2 separate regions of the Mus musculus genome follow, and region 1 is linked to region 2. The links are chromatin contacts, called in public Hi-C maps. All regions are on one chromosome and are shown on one strand. The core of a region is the stretch at or near the end of the contact, and the rest is flanking DNA. Distances in the headings are between cores, read along the strand shown. Region 1 overlaps Gsg1 (germ cell associated 1). Region 2 holds the start of Fam234b (family with sequence similarity 234, member B).

Region 1 (6,955 bases), core at 2,823-5,322, 40 kb before region 2:
CAAGGAAGATGATAAGTACAGGGCTTGTGAAAATAGAAGACTCTGTTCCACAGGGAAGCTTAGCAGTGTGCACAGCCCATCGTGTGTGTGTGTGTGTGTGTGTGTGTGTGTGTGTGTGTGTGTGTGTGTGTGTGTGTGTGTGTGTGTGTGTGTGTACGGTGATACACAGATTCCTTGAGGACGCTTTGTCTCTCTCTCTCCCTGTTCCTCTGGGCCTCTGACTTCTAGTGGGCGTGCATGTGTGTGTCCACAGTGGTTGCTCACCGTCTGGGTGGGGTTTCTTTTCCTGGCTCCTCGCAGAGGTCTTTTGGCTGTCACTGGGAGCCCAGACTGCCTATATCGGACTTCAACTCATCAGCTTCCTCCTGCTACTGACGGATCTGTTGCTCACCACGAACCCTGGCTGTGGGCTCAAGCTAAGCGCGTTTGCAGCCGTCTCCTTGGTCCTGTCAGGTGAGTGACAGTGACAGTGCCTCGGCAGAGTGTGCCTCCTCTCCAGGCTCCTTTGGAGGTTTTGCTTTGTTTTGCTCATTGTGTGAGACGGGGCCCAGGGCCTTCCTATGTAGGCTAGGTTAGACTGTAATTCAACTATAACTGGGTGGCCTCCAGCTTCCAACAGCTGAAATTAGAGGTGTATAGCGCCATGACTTGGTTCACAGGGGTCAATGTGAAGTGCCACCTTCAAGGCTTGAATCTTTGTCCCTGAGAGGAGAAAAGGGCTGGGAAGCAAGAAGAAAAGCTGGGGGTAGGATCTAGGAAGGTGGCTCAGTGGATCAGAGCTCTTGTTGCTCAAGTTGGGGGCCTGAGTTAGACTCTCCAGCACCACATAAAGACTGAGTATGGCCACTTGTACCTGCAACCCGAGCTCTGGGCATGCAAGTATCAGATAGCAGCATCGCTAAGTCTTGCTGGCCAGCCAGCCTAGGCAAAAAGTAGTGAGCTGTAAATTCAGCGTGGGACCGTGAGGGAATAGGATGGAAAAGCTGAGGACCCTTGTGCCTATACCGGGGCAGGCACCCGCACACATTCATGCATACAATCACACAGAGAGAGGTGGAACAATATACTGTGCAGGCAACTTTCACTTTAAACTGAAGCAGCAGGCAAGACTCTATGTTCTGTCCGTCACACAGGCTTTCGCTTCTAGGTTCCTCTATTCGCACGCTTCCTCAACATGTACAACTTTTAGCTGGCTCTACTTCCCAACCAGAATCTATAGCTTTACCACACAGCACAGTCACTGTTGGTTAAAATTTAAAGTGAAATAAAATCACACACACACACACTGAAGACCAATGTGTAGGAAGAACTCAAAATGGGCAATAGCCATGAGAGTGACTCAGACTCTGTCCCAGCTCTCGACTGTTGTGAATTATGGACATGTGAGGAGATGCTCCTCCCACAGTATCCCAGGAAATGTGATGGCAAAGGAGCCATGGATGCCCAGGGCAGACTGACCCTGGTGCCAATAGCCAGATGCCACACACATCTCTGCTTTCTTGTTCCTCCGTAGGACTTCTGGGGATGGTGGCTCATATGCTATATTCACAAGTCTTCCAGGCAACTGCCAACTTAGGTCCGGAGGACTGGAGACCACACTCTTGGAATTACGGCTGGGCCTTCTAGTAAGTATCTTTATACCTTGAGGCTTGACAGCTCGACTCCAGGCCATCTTCATCCATCATCAAATGCAGAGCAGGACCAGGAGGCATCCTCTCCCTCCCTCCCTGCTCTCTGCCTTCAGAGGGTGCATAGAACATTCTCCTCTCTGGCTTTGAGGATGCAACCTGGTCCAGCTTTTCTGCTCAGCAGCTGTAATAGTTGCTTCTTTGTCTGTGATCTGTGTACTGTCCTTGAGAAGCAAGGCTGGTCTTATACAGCTTGTGAGAACTATGCTACATGCTCTATAGTTTATGACTCAGGGTATTAGAGAAATGCGGACAATAGTTATAACCTTGAAAATTGGATTGAACGCCATCTGATCCGTCGGCGATCCTCAACCGGAATCTCTTGCATCGAGTATATATACCCTTACTCCAAGAGTAACTTCTTCCTAACTCCTGAGTTTCAAATTCTACTGAACTTGCTAGAAATAGAACCGTATGGCACCAGCTGTCACCAAGAGGTCAGTGCTGGAGTTCAGAGCGTCTGCGCAGAAAGAGCTCCAGCCCACACCAGCCCCGGTGGCCTCACACAATACTGTTTCCTTCTACACGGTAGCCTTAAACACAAAGGGCTCGGTCATTTCAAACTTCTCCTGTGGGGTGTGAGGTGTATCTCATGTTGCCAAGTTAGCCTCTAACTATGTAGCGGAGGCTGGCCGTGAACTCCTGATTCTCCTGCCTCAGCTTCCCAAGCGCTGGCATTTTAGGCGTTCACCACCCTCCACACATCCAAGCTGAATGCCACCTTTACTCGGAGCCCCTCCCCCTCCAGGAGTCCTTTCTCATTTTTCCTGAATAAACCTCCACTAGATCTGCTTTAAAAAAAAAAAAAAAACATACCAAGGGTACAGAAAACGCAGTAGGCTGGGCTCACAGTTCCATAATAACTGTACCTACAGTGGGGCTTTTCCACATCAGATCCTATCCATTTCCTCAAGCTGCAATGTGTTGTGACTGAGGACTCTAATCGGACCACCAGCCCCAGGTCAGCTTTGCCGTTTGCCCCAACCACAACCAGTCAGGTTTTGCTTTTTGCTCATCTTCTCTTTCTTTCTTTTTCTTTCCTTCCTTTCTTCCTTCCTTCCTTCCTTTGTTTTTCATTTGTTTTTCAATCAAGGTTTCTCCATGGAGCCCTGGCTGTCCTGAACTTGCTTCGTAGACCAGGCTGGCCTGGAACTCACAGAGATCTGCCTGTCTCTGCCTCCCAAGTGCTGTAACTAAAGACGTGTGCCATCTATGATGAACTCATGAGGACCTGAGTTCAAATCCCTAGGACCCATGTAGAAGGAGGACACAGGAGCATGTGTCTATAATCCCTGTGGATTATAGATTGAGAGGGATGGGAGGCGTGGAGAGTTCCCGGAAGCTCATAGGCCAGTTAGGCAAACAACAAAAGACATGTAGCCTCAAATAAGGTGGACAGATCCAAAAGGTTGTACACAGGAGACACACACAAAGAAGCAGAGAACTCTGGGGCTCAGGCTGCAAGTCATCGACTGTCAGGGATAACAGGCCCTGGGCCTGCCTTTCACCAGCCTTTGGCCTCCAGGCAGGTCTTAACCTCACAAAACCTCCTGTTTCCTGGGCTTCCCAAGATAGCAGCGAGATTTAAGGGTTTGGTTTCCCAAGTCTTTAGGAATGCTGTCGTTCCCTGCTGTGCTTTCTCCTTTCTGGGACCCACCCAGCTTCTATTCACACTCAGCTTCCACTGTAAATGACCCTGTGCCAAGGACCACAGCGTTCATAATAGTTGAACCCCACTAGAGCAAAAGGTGATGATGCCTGCAGAGCTGTAGCAAAATGTCTTCATGAATGATTCAAAAGGCTCAACTTGGGAACAGTTAAGTTCAAACAACGCTGGGCAGTGGAGGGACGGTTACTCCAGGATCAGGGTGAAGGGATCTCTTTGGCGAAGGGCATAAAGGGAAAAAAGAAGGGGTAAGGGGGTATGTCTGAGCCTGCCCACCACATAGATGAGAGCCTGAAGTCTAGGAGGTCTGGGAGATTTTATAGGGGTAAATAAACATACCACAGACAGAGGTATCAAAGCATGGCAGTCGGTGGCGAGTGGTGGAATTCAGTGCAGTAGACTACCTGTTTTCTCTTTGAGTACAAAACTAAGGCCGATGAAGTCCTCTGGTCTCCGTCCTTCACAGTAGCATGGCAGAAGGCAATATACTCAGGTCCCCATATCCCCCTAAAGACAGCGCCTAGCCTGTGGCAGTATGCATGGTGCTTCTCTTTCCAGAGTCAGACTCTTACTGGCCCTCCTTTGTGTTTGCCCCTAGCACAGCGTGGGTTTCCTTCACCTGCTGCATGGCGTCAGCGGTCACCACCTTCAACATGTACACGAGGATGGTGCTGGAGTTCAAGTGCAGGCACAGCAAGAGCTTTAACACCAACCCCAGCTGCCTGGCGCAGCACCACCGCTGTTTCCTTCCTCCTCCGCTGACGTGCACAACCCACGCAGGGGAACCTTTGTCCAGCTGCCATCAGTACCCCAGCCATCCCATCCGCTCTGTCTCTGAAGCTATTGACCTCTACTCGGCGCTACAGGACAAAGAATTTCAACAAGGGATCAGCCAGGAGCTAAAGGAAGTGGTCGAGCCATCTGTAGAAGAGCAGCGTTAGGAGTTAAGTGGGTTTGGGAAGCAGGCTAAGTCCTACCATAGGTGTCGCTCACTATCAACATCTGCTTAAGCAAACAAGTCTCCTGAGCCTTATTTTTAGAAGCTAAGAGTAAGATAAGAGAACCTCCCTGTGCCTCCCAAGTGCTGGGATTTAAAGGTGTGCACCACCACTACCCAGAGGGCATTGCTCTGCCTCCTTCTCCTTGACACTGCTTCACCCTATCTGTCTCCCATCTCGCGTCTCCAGACCCACCTTCTCTCTACCGATTGCTTAAGGCAGGTTCTAGACTACACGCTTCGGATAAAAAGGTCAGGTGTAAAACAGTTCCTACCTTTAAGAGTCTGGTAAGCTGTCTGGAAGTTGAAATGCAGCTAAGCACTTTGACGGTGGCTTATCTGTGGTGGACTAGAGTTCTTCTGGAAGTCACGCACAGGGAGATAGATGGAGACACTATTGAGGGCATCCTACACACTTGCAAGTGTCTTGAATGTTCATAGTAGCTTGTAAAGTATGATTAAATGGGCTGGTTACAGAGTTGGATAGGAGCCTCAGTGGTTCAGAGCACTGGCTATTCTTCCAGAACATTCCACTCCTGGTGGCTAATCACTGTAACTCCAACTGCAGAGGATCTAACGCCCTCTCCTGGCCTCCACAGGCACACGCATGCACATACAGCCAGACATACAGGCAGCCAAACCACCCATACACACAGAATAAATCTCAAAACAACTTGAAAAAAAAATAGGCTGGTTAAATGGCTCAGTGGTTAAGTACCTGCTGCACACGCCTGTCAGCCTGGAGTTGATTCCTGGATCCTTCAGTGGAAGGAAACATGGCACATATGATGATAAAATTTTAAAAACATTATTAAATATGGCCCTAGAAGCCATTAGGAAGGTATGGTACATGGAGGTTTCTATAGCATCAGGCCCCCTTCTAGAAATGGCCTCCCGGGTTCCCAGAGGAGACTCATACAGGGGTTTCTACCATGAATGAGACTGGGGCAGATGTTGCCCTCTGGATATCCACCTGCTCCCTCATCTCAGAAACTGGTCCCACTGTTTCCCTCCACGGAGGATGCCAGCTATCTACTCGTCTTTATTCTACAAGGGAAGTGAGCCATCCTGGTTAGCAGGGCAAATGAGAAAAGGACACACGTGTATATTCCTGTACACAGCATTTATTTGTTCTGTAGCAGTTCACATTTTAAACCTTACTTCCTGGCAACAAACCCCGGGCTGCTCCTCAATGCAGGTAACGTGGACAGCAATTCACATTCCTGGGGTTAGTCGGTATCACCGCACCACATGTTTGGGGGCCTGTGGGGGTGCTGTGCAGGGCAGAGGCAGGAGGGCTTACAAAGGAAGGAAGGGAGAGGCTGAGAGGAGGGGAGACCCTTGCCATGCAGACAGCACTACTGAGGTGTGCTCAGGCTGATTCTGTGGGCTGCCCTCATTGAACACTTCCTATCTTGAATATCTGGGGAAGTTGTTGCCTACAAGGAGGAGGGTTTAGAGGAGGCCTTTGACAGGAGGCCAGATGAAGCCATCTCAACCCTCAGCTACCTTTCTATAACCAGCTGCAACAGGAAGTAAGCCTAGAGTTTGCATTGCATTCAGCAGGGAAGCGATTCACACTTCTAGGAAGAAGTTAGGATGTTAATTCAGGGATATTGTCTGTGGAGCTTCCTCTCAGCTAAGACTCAACCAGCATAAACAGCCTCCAGGCCGAGCAACAACCCAAGCACTCCATTGAGCAGCCTTGTATCTTCCCCCTTCCTGCACAGGCTGGCTTCTCTGAGAACAACACTGCAGAGAACACTGGGCCTACAAGGGCTCAAGCAGGCCAGAGGACCCCCACCCATCTCCCGTGTTGGTCCACTGAAAACTAGTCCACACTCCAAACTATATTCTAAACCCTTTCACTGGCAGAAATTCAACTTACTAGAAATAACCTAGAATCATCTCCAGACTCTAAAGGATCCTATTCATTGTTTCCCCCTCCCCAAGGTCAACCTGGTCCCATATGACTTCCAAATATGCTTTTCTGCTCTTTCTGGCAGACGTACCAACAAGTCTGGTGAGGCCAATCTGCTGGGTGGTCCAAGGACCAACCTCTGCTACCCATAACACCTCTTGTGGGCAACTCATAGTTAGCCCCTTAAACCTAGAATCTACGTTTCCTGAAATTTATTAACAGAAGCTAAAAAGACATACATGCCCAAGTGAGATGAGAATCTGGCTTTCCCTCAAGAGAAGTGTGTTTTCATTGGCCACCATGAGAACAGACAGCATGACAGATAATGACATAGACATTTGAAAGAGTTAAAAGAGGTCACACACTTACCTAGAAGGGGGCAGAAAAGGATGGCAATAATTCTAAAGAACTTGGTCATTATAAAAAAGTTACAGTATTTACAAGAGAACTTTCTCAGAATATGCTTTCAAAGCTCTACAAGGAGGGAAGGACACGGGGCCAGAGTGGTTGCATACCGGACCCAAGAAGCAGAAGTCCAGAAACAGATCCCTGAATAAGAGAGGAAGCGGGAAGAGATGGAGATGCCCCAGAGAAGAAAGACTCAGGGCGAGAGGGCAGAGCTACGGCAGGACAAGGCCATGGGACTGAGGACAGTGCGCATGCAAACCCTCTGCCATTGCTGC
Region 2 (6,996 bases), core at 1,514-4,013:
AGCCTGCTTTGTCTCCTAGGAGGCTGAGATAGTGACTCAAGTGTCCCTGCATGGTGCGGAGGAAGCATGCCTATGAAGGGAAGCAGCTGTGCTGTGCCCAAATGTCCTTAGGGAGATACACTGAAATGTGTGCTACCCTGTGACACCCGGCACCACAGCATATACGGTAACCTACACGTGCGATGGGATATGTACCTATACTAAAACAAATAACCCCCCAATCTAGGTTAGTTTATCTAGGGGCACAGACTCTCTAAGTCACATGCCATAAAACAAACCACAACAATAACATTGTGCTTTAACAGTCCCTTCAGTGTTTGACCTTCAAACTTTAAAACTAAGAAAACATATACCTGAGAGATAAGCTGCCCTACCAGCTTTATAAATGCCACATTGTCCCTCTGTTACTTATTAACCTCGTGCCAGGCCTGGGAGCCAAACACCTTTCCAACCTGAGCTCAGTGAACAGGTTTTAGATTATGAAACGCATCCCCAGCAGAGCTTTGTCCCTGGATCTGCTGGATGGACCCTTCGGTCGTATGCCACCCCCATGCGCTACTAACGACCAAAACTGTAGCTAATGTGTCAGAAGCTAATTAAATTCCAAAGGACGACCATCTCTTGTACCACTCCAAATAACCCTGTGAGATAAATATGCCAAGCAGTGTATGGCGCGTAGAGAATGTTCTAGAACAACACTACTATGGCAGATGAGGAAATGAACGCTTAAAGAGATAAAGCAGCTAAGCAAGTGAAGAAAGCATTTAGTCTGGGGCATGGCTGGGGATGCCACTCAGCTGGTCGCTTGCATGCCCAGCAATGCAAAGCCCTGGAGGGGCTCCTCAGCACAGAAGTCAAATCAAAACGGATCCAGTCAAATCCAGAGCCCCTCTCCTGCTCTCAGCCACCGTTCCCTTTGCTCCCTTCACACAGGAAAGTAGTAAGAGAGTTAACTAAGATAACACAGCCGGGACTACAGTCTCATCTTCCCAATTACACGCGGTATCCAAAAGCAGCTTTGAGAAAGCAACTTCTACCTAATGAAAAGCCACAAACCATATTTTGGGTAGTGAAGGGAAAGGGCCAAGGAGAGACCAGGAGAAAAACAAGCCAAAAGAAAGAAGAAAATCCACATCACTTACAGGAAATATAGATACTGTATGTAGGCCTTAGTATTGATCATAGCTCATCCCTTAGGGCCAAACTGCCTTCCAAACACAAGAATCCATCACCCCAGGCTGTCAGCTGATGAGATAACTGTAAGCCAACACACCAAGGAGTATTCTGTGCGCAGCACATTCTCAGAGTGAAGACACAAAAGAGCTCAGGCAAGCTATTCTCCCATTATTTTTTTTTTAATGATTATTTTGAAGAGTATACAAAAGGATTGTGTTTTTCTCATATTCGCCCGGTATTATCTCTTGTTCCACCTCCACTTGACTATAACTACCTCTTTTTTTCAGTGCTTTGGGGGGGGGGGGACTTGGCTCTGTGGGTGCTAAGTAAGCCTGTACCCCGAGGTACATTCCCTTTCTGTTTTATTCTCAGAGAGTAGCAATCATCTATGCTGAACTAAAACAAGAACTCTAAAAACAAACAAACAAACAAACAAAAAGGGCTGAAAATGCCTTTGACAAGATAGCATTCAAAACCCAGGGTACTTTCGTCAAAGTCAATGTATCCTGCAGAGAAAGCAAGCCTCTCTCTTAATTTCAGTATTGTGTACACTCCAAGACAGATCGTATCACTGTTCTTTCCAGAGTTCCAAGCAGCCAGCAAAGGGGAGAAAGATCTAAAGACATGGAGTCTCTTGTTATCTAAAATACAAGGCCGGTTTCAAGGTAGCAGACTAGAAACTCTTTGAGAACAAGGTCCCTGCAACCCTCCTAGGGCCTCAGGCTTACTATCAGAGCGACCCTTTCTAACGTGGCAGAGAAAATAACTGCTTCCTGTCTTATGTGATCAGCCAATAAATGCTTATAACTTAGTGTTTAATTTTTTTAAGTGGAGCCACAGATTTTTCGAAAGCCCTAAATGTTTAAATTTTGCCAACGACAGAATAAATACACTTTGGTTAAAACAGTGCAATTCAAACAGCACAGTGTCCTGCTGTGTGATCCCGTGTGATTCAATTAGCCATTTTCCTAATCTTTCTTCTTTCCTCCTGCACACAGGAGGAAGGAGAACACCTGTCTGGGCTAGCTCACAGCGGCAAAGCTGCTGTCAGTAAGTGGATGCTGTTCTGCCCAGGCCACTCACTTACAGTCCTGCAGCCCCCGGCTCCCCCTCTGGTCCAGCCCCAGATAGCAGCAGCTAGTCCCGGCGCTCAGGGAAGGATGCTCCAATGTCTGGCCTTCCCTTGGAGACTGCGACGACATGCGCTCTGACCTGACAGTAACCGTCTCGTCCCTCCACTTTCGACCCGGCCCCGCGCACCTCCAGCAATGTCTGCCCCGGGAGTCCCCGAGAGTCCCCAAGTGTCCCCGAGCGTCCCCGGTCCCCGACTCACACCCGGGAGCCCCCTTCCTCTACCCCGGACGCTGCAGCCCTCCCAGATAACAGCCAGGCCCCGCCGCGCCACGCCTCGCCTCGCTCATCTCCCCAGGCCAGGTCTCCACAGCGTGGTCGCGGGGCTGCAGACTCCTTACCCGGGAGCTTGAGAGCCCTGGACAGCACTGTCGCCATGGCGGAGGCCCCCGTGCGCGTGCGCGCGCCGCGTCCTGCCGGGAAGTGTAGTTCGCTGCGAACCGCGCGTGGGGCTGCGGGCGGGAAAGGTGTGACCTGCCGGGAGCCCAGCTAGGAGGAGGCGCCCACTGTCGCAGGTCACTGGTGCGGCGCGGAGCCAAGGTTGAGTCGCTTGCGCCTCAGCAGCCGGTAAGGAAAGTCATCTCTCCCCAACCTGTGTATGAAGAACCTAGAATGAGGTTGTAGATACTTAAGAAGGCGCGGGCTGTGAAGTTCGCGTGGGTTTGGAATTGACAAACTGAATTTGAAGCCTGCGTGCGCAATTTACTACCTGAGCCATCTTGGCAAGTCACTGAGACTCGGCTTTGTTTGTTTGTCTGTCCTGTCTGTCAGTCAGTCTGTCCATCTGTTTTGGAGCCAGGAGTCTCAATGGAAACTGGCTTTGTAGGTGAGGGTGACCTTGAACTCCTGATCCTTCTGCTTCCACTTCCAAGCACCAGATTTGTTTGTTTGCTTGTTTCACTTACTTATCTATGGCTCAGTGTGGTTGAGCTTGCCTCTCTGAGTTTGAGGCCAACCTGGTCTACATAGAGTTACAAGCCAGCCAGGACTACATAGTGAGACCCTGTTTACACACACACACACACACACACACACACACACACACACACACACAGAGAGAGAGAGAGAGAGAGAGAGAGAGAGAGAGAGAGAGAGATGTATTCATTAGTTTGTTTACTCATTTATTGGTTTATTTGTTTATTTATTTATATATTGAGATCATGTAGTATAGACTGGCATTGAATTGGCTATGTAGTTGAAACTGGCCTGGAGTTCCTAACCCCCCACCCCCACCCCGGCCTTCACTGTGTAAGTGCTGGAATTACAGACACACAACACCACACCTGGCTGGCTCTCTTGAAATGAAAATGATGCTATCGCCTTGTTGCTTAGAGAATTAAGCGACACCATCCTTTTAAAGCACACAGCTCCTGTGACTCTTTTCCCTGTCCTAAGTGCAGTCTGAGGTATGCTGTGGCACAGACCTGGGTTTCCTGATCTCAGCTCTTTCCAGGGAAGTATTTACACTCTACCTGCTGCTGCCCTGGCTTGCGAGGTCCAGCAAACAGGAGCTGACTGGTTTCTCACTCACAGGCACCAAGAGATGGAGCTAATACTGAGAGCATTAGCTTGACCCCGGAGTGTCTCAGTTATCTAGTCATGTCTCCCCACCGTCTGCTTAATGCTGATAAACCGTTTCTGTTCCACAAGAGTTGTTCTGAGAGTCGAATATAAACGTGCAAAACACTTAGCACCAACAACTAATGTTTCGTCAGTAACCTAGTGTCCTTCTGGTTGATGTCTTATTGCTGTTATTTGAGACAGAGTCACACTATGTAAACCAGGCTGTCCTGGAACTTCCAGAGGTCTATCTGCCTGCCTCTGTCTCCCCAGTTCTGAGATTATAGACATGTACCATAGCACATGGCTAATTAATGTTTTGATTTTTAATTTACTAAGTAATAAAATTGTAAATTTGGGGGCTAGAGAGATGGCTCAGTGGTTAAAAGCACTGGCTGCTCTTCCAGAGGCCCCAAGTTCAATTCCCAGCACCCACATGGCAGTTCACAACCTTCTGTTAACTCCATCAATGCCCTCTCTGGCTTCCTTGGGCACCAGGAACACACATGGCACATAGATAAGCATGCAGGCAAAACACCCATGCACATGAAAATAAATAAAACTTTTTAAATAAAAGGAGTAAGCCAACCTACACCACAATTAATATTAACAATGGTGTTAATTTTAATGACTTAACACTTAATGACTTAAGTGTTAATTCTTCTTTAACATTTGTCTTGTATATGTACATTTATTTATCTTGTGTATGTATGTGTGTGAGTCTGAGTAGATGCATACTTTTGAAACCCCATGCTCTCTTTCCACTGTGTGGGTGTTGGGAACTGAACCCAGGTGGTCAGTGCTGACCCAGGCACCACTAAGCCATATCACTGGCCCCTTACCTGCTAATACTTTCAGTGTTCTATAATTATTGAGATGTTCACTGTTTTCCAGTTTCTCTGCATATGCTTAAAAACCATATTTTATACCAATGTAGGTCATCCAAGGAAAGAAACAAGTCACAACAAGCAGGTAGCTGCTTGCCTGGTATCAGATTTAGTCATTAGAACACAGTCAGCGTCGGTAGCCCTGGAGTATGAGGATATAGAAGGTCAGGAGCTTGAACACCCGGGACAGGGAGGTGACCAGAACAGCCAGGTAACACAGGGCAGAGAAAGGAGAAAAGCCCGTGCACTTTCCATAGTGAAAAGATAAAAGGATGTCCCTGTGCGTGTAATGCAAATGACATGAAATAGTTCAACGTTACAGTTTGAAAACTTTGCAACTGGGCATGGTGACACACCTGTAAAGTCAGTACTCAGGAGGCGGTGGCAGCTTGGAAATCTAGTTCAGTGTGCCAGCCTGGGTTGTGTAAAGAGATACTATCTCAGTTTTTTGGGGTTTTTTGGTTGGTTGGTTGGTTGGTTGGGTTTTGTTTTGGTTTTTGTTTTTTGTTTTTTTGTAAATAGGATCCAGGGAGATGGTTGGGTGGTAAAGTGCTTGTTGAACAAGTGTGGCAGCTTCAGTTCAGATCCTCAGCACCCTATAACAGTTGGGCATGACTGCATGCTCCTGAAGTCCCAGCGCTTGGTTGGGGGACAGCAGAATTTGGGGTTCTCTGTCCAGCCAGACTAGCAGAAACATTGAGTTTCAGTTTCAGTGAAGAGTGCTCGTTGGTTTTTTGTCAACTTAAGAGAGCTCAAGTCGTCTGGGAAGAGGAGCCTCAATTGAGAAGCCGTCTCCATCAGGCTGGCCTCTGGGCAAGCCTACAGAGCATTTTCTTGAATGCTGACTGGTAGGAAAGCCTGTTGTGTCACTCCTGGCCACGTGACCCTGGGTTGTATGATAAAGCTGGCTAAGTGAGCCCTGGGAAGCAAGCCAGTAAGCAGTGCTCTTCCCTGGCTTCTCCTTCAGTTTCTGTCTCTAGGTTCCTGCCTTGAGTTCCTTCCCTGACTTCCCTCCATGATGAAACTGACACAAATTGGTTTGTTCAAAGTGTTTTATCACACCAATAAGATGCAAACTAAGACCATGTCTCAAAATATTAAAAATTAAAAAGGTAGAGAGTCATAGAGGAAGACTCCCCAAGACAAGCTCTAGACTCCATGTGTGTAGTCACACATATGTACACGCACATGTATATACCACAGACAACATTATAAGTTTAGAACTTTGCTTTAAATGGTATGAGTATTCTAAGTGCCCCATGCACGCCTACACACAATATACACACCCATCAACATACATATACACACCCAACAGATACCCCTTAACCTGTATGACATCTCTACTCTCCTCTTCAGAAGCCCAGCTTTGCAGAGGGATTTCCAGTGGGAAGCAGATACCAAGAGTCCATGCTCCCTGGCTTTTATCCAGCTTCTGCGCCTTGTCCCCCTCAGATGTCTCCTTCTTGTCCATTTCCCCATTTGAGCCTAAGAGCTACAGCTCAGAATCAGATCTCTCAAACTTAACCTGCCTTCTTTTCTTCCCCCCAATTTATTTTAGTATTTCTTTTGGGGAGGAGGAGTCTTCGGGGGACAGTCTAATTCCAGTCCGGGCTAGCTTGGAATTCACAGAGTATGGGGAACATGGGTCGACCCTCCTGCCTCTGCTCCCTCTCAATTAAAGGAAACAAACAAGCAAACACCTCAAAGCAGACACCAGAGGAATTCAGGATCCTCGCCTCTGCCACAGAGAGCACCTGTGAGTGTCCCTCCAGTTAGCAGTAGACTGAATATCTCGGATGCCAAAACACCCACTGGGGTCATTATAGAAAGTACAGATTCCCCAGGACTCCCTGGCTTCCAAACTTGGCTTGCCTCCAAGTTAAGTCAAAGAAAGGTGACTGGAGAGGTGACCTGGAACAGCCTGTCACGCCTGACAGTGCCTTCTCTGAATAGAAAATATTGTTCTAGAAATCACAACTGAAGCCGCATTGATCCCAAGTGGGCGGGCATCTCAATCACTTACAGAAGGAACCTGTGGGAGGCTGGTCTGGAGCTACTTTGTATTCAAATGCTAAACTCTGTGGCCCAAGACACAAGACAGGATGGACCAGGAGCACAAGCTGAGTGAAAGAGCCCCAGGGGACAGGCTGGTGGAGCAAGAATAACCCAGGAAGACACAAACACGGAGTACTTGGGGAGCTCCCCTGGGAAGCAGCCATTCTAGCACTTAGAGCATTAGACT

Evidence for each region. Hi-C and Micro-C count contacts between places; a contact is called where the count stands out from the background.
Region 1: a contact with region 2 is called in a Hi-C map of hematopoietic stem and progenitor cells, with 2.0 times the contacts expected there. The contact joins the enhancer-like site here to the promoter of Fam234b in region 2. A contact is called at or near these places in 6 of 39 promoter capture datasets (HPC-7-derived erythroid cells, frontonasal cranial neural crest, hematopoietic stem and progenitor cells and 3 more), 2 of 15 datasets of contacts at CTCF or cohesin (large pre-B cells and pro-B cells), 28 of 484 Hi-C or Micro-C datasets (the 63-12 cell line, B cells, the C2C12 cell line and 20 more), 11 of 115 datasets of contacts at active chromatin or transcription factors (the 230-238 cell line, the HPC-7 cell line, the NIH/3T3 cell line and 7 more) and 4 of 9 other capture datasets (adipose tissue, liver, macrophages and 1 more).

The regions. Positions count from the first base shown.
Region 1 is chr6:135,234,743-135,241,697 of GRCm38.p6, reverse strand. It overlaps Gsg1 (germ cell associated 1), which reads left to right. Exons shown (of 7, transcript NM_010352.2): 5 at 301-453; 6 at 1,514-1,625; 7 at 3,953-4,369. The coding sequence ends at 4,295. Fam234b (family with sequence similarity 234, member B) reads right to left here. Exons shown (of 13, transcript NM_028982.4): 13 at 5,458-6,955. LOC115490439 (a long non-coding RNA gene) reads right to left here and starts at 322. Exons shown (of 2, transcript XR_003956534.1): 1 at 265-322. Within about 2 kb of position 4,072, at least 45 of the 459 cell types and tissues checked have an H3K27ac peak or open chromatin away from gene starts, as enhancers often do. A contact at or near this core is called in double positive thymocytes, hematopoietic stem and progenitor cells, memory CD8 T cells and 1 more, where this site is marked.
Region 2 is chr6:135,193,754-135,200,749 of GRCm38.p6, reverse strand. It overlaps Fam234b (family with sequence similarity 234, member B), which reads right to left and starts at 2,763. Exons shown (of 13, transcript NM_028982.4): 1 at 2,649-2,763. The coding sequence starts at 2,685. It overlaps Gm36533 (a long non-coding RNA gene), which reads left to right and starts at 2,726. Exons shown (of 2, transcript XR_869506.2): 1 at 2,726-2,874; 2 at 6,313-6,996. It overlaps Gm19434 (predicted gene, 19434), which reads right to left. Exons shown (of 5, transcript NR_040296.1): 5 at 5,791-6,996.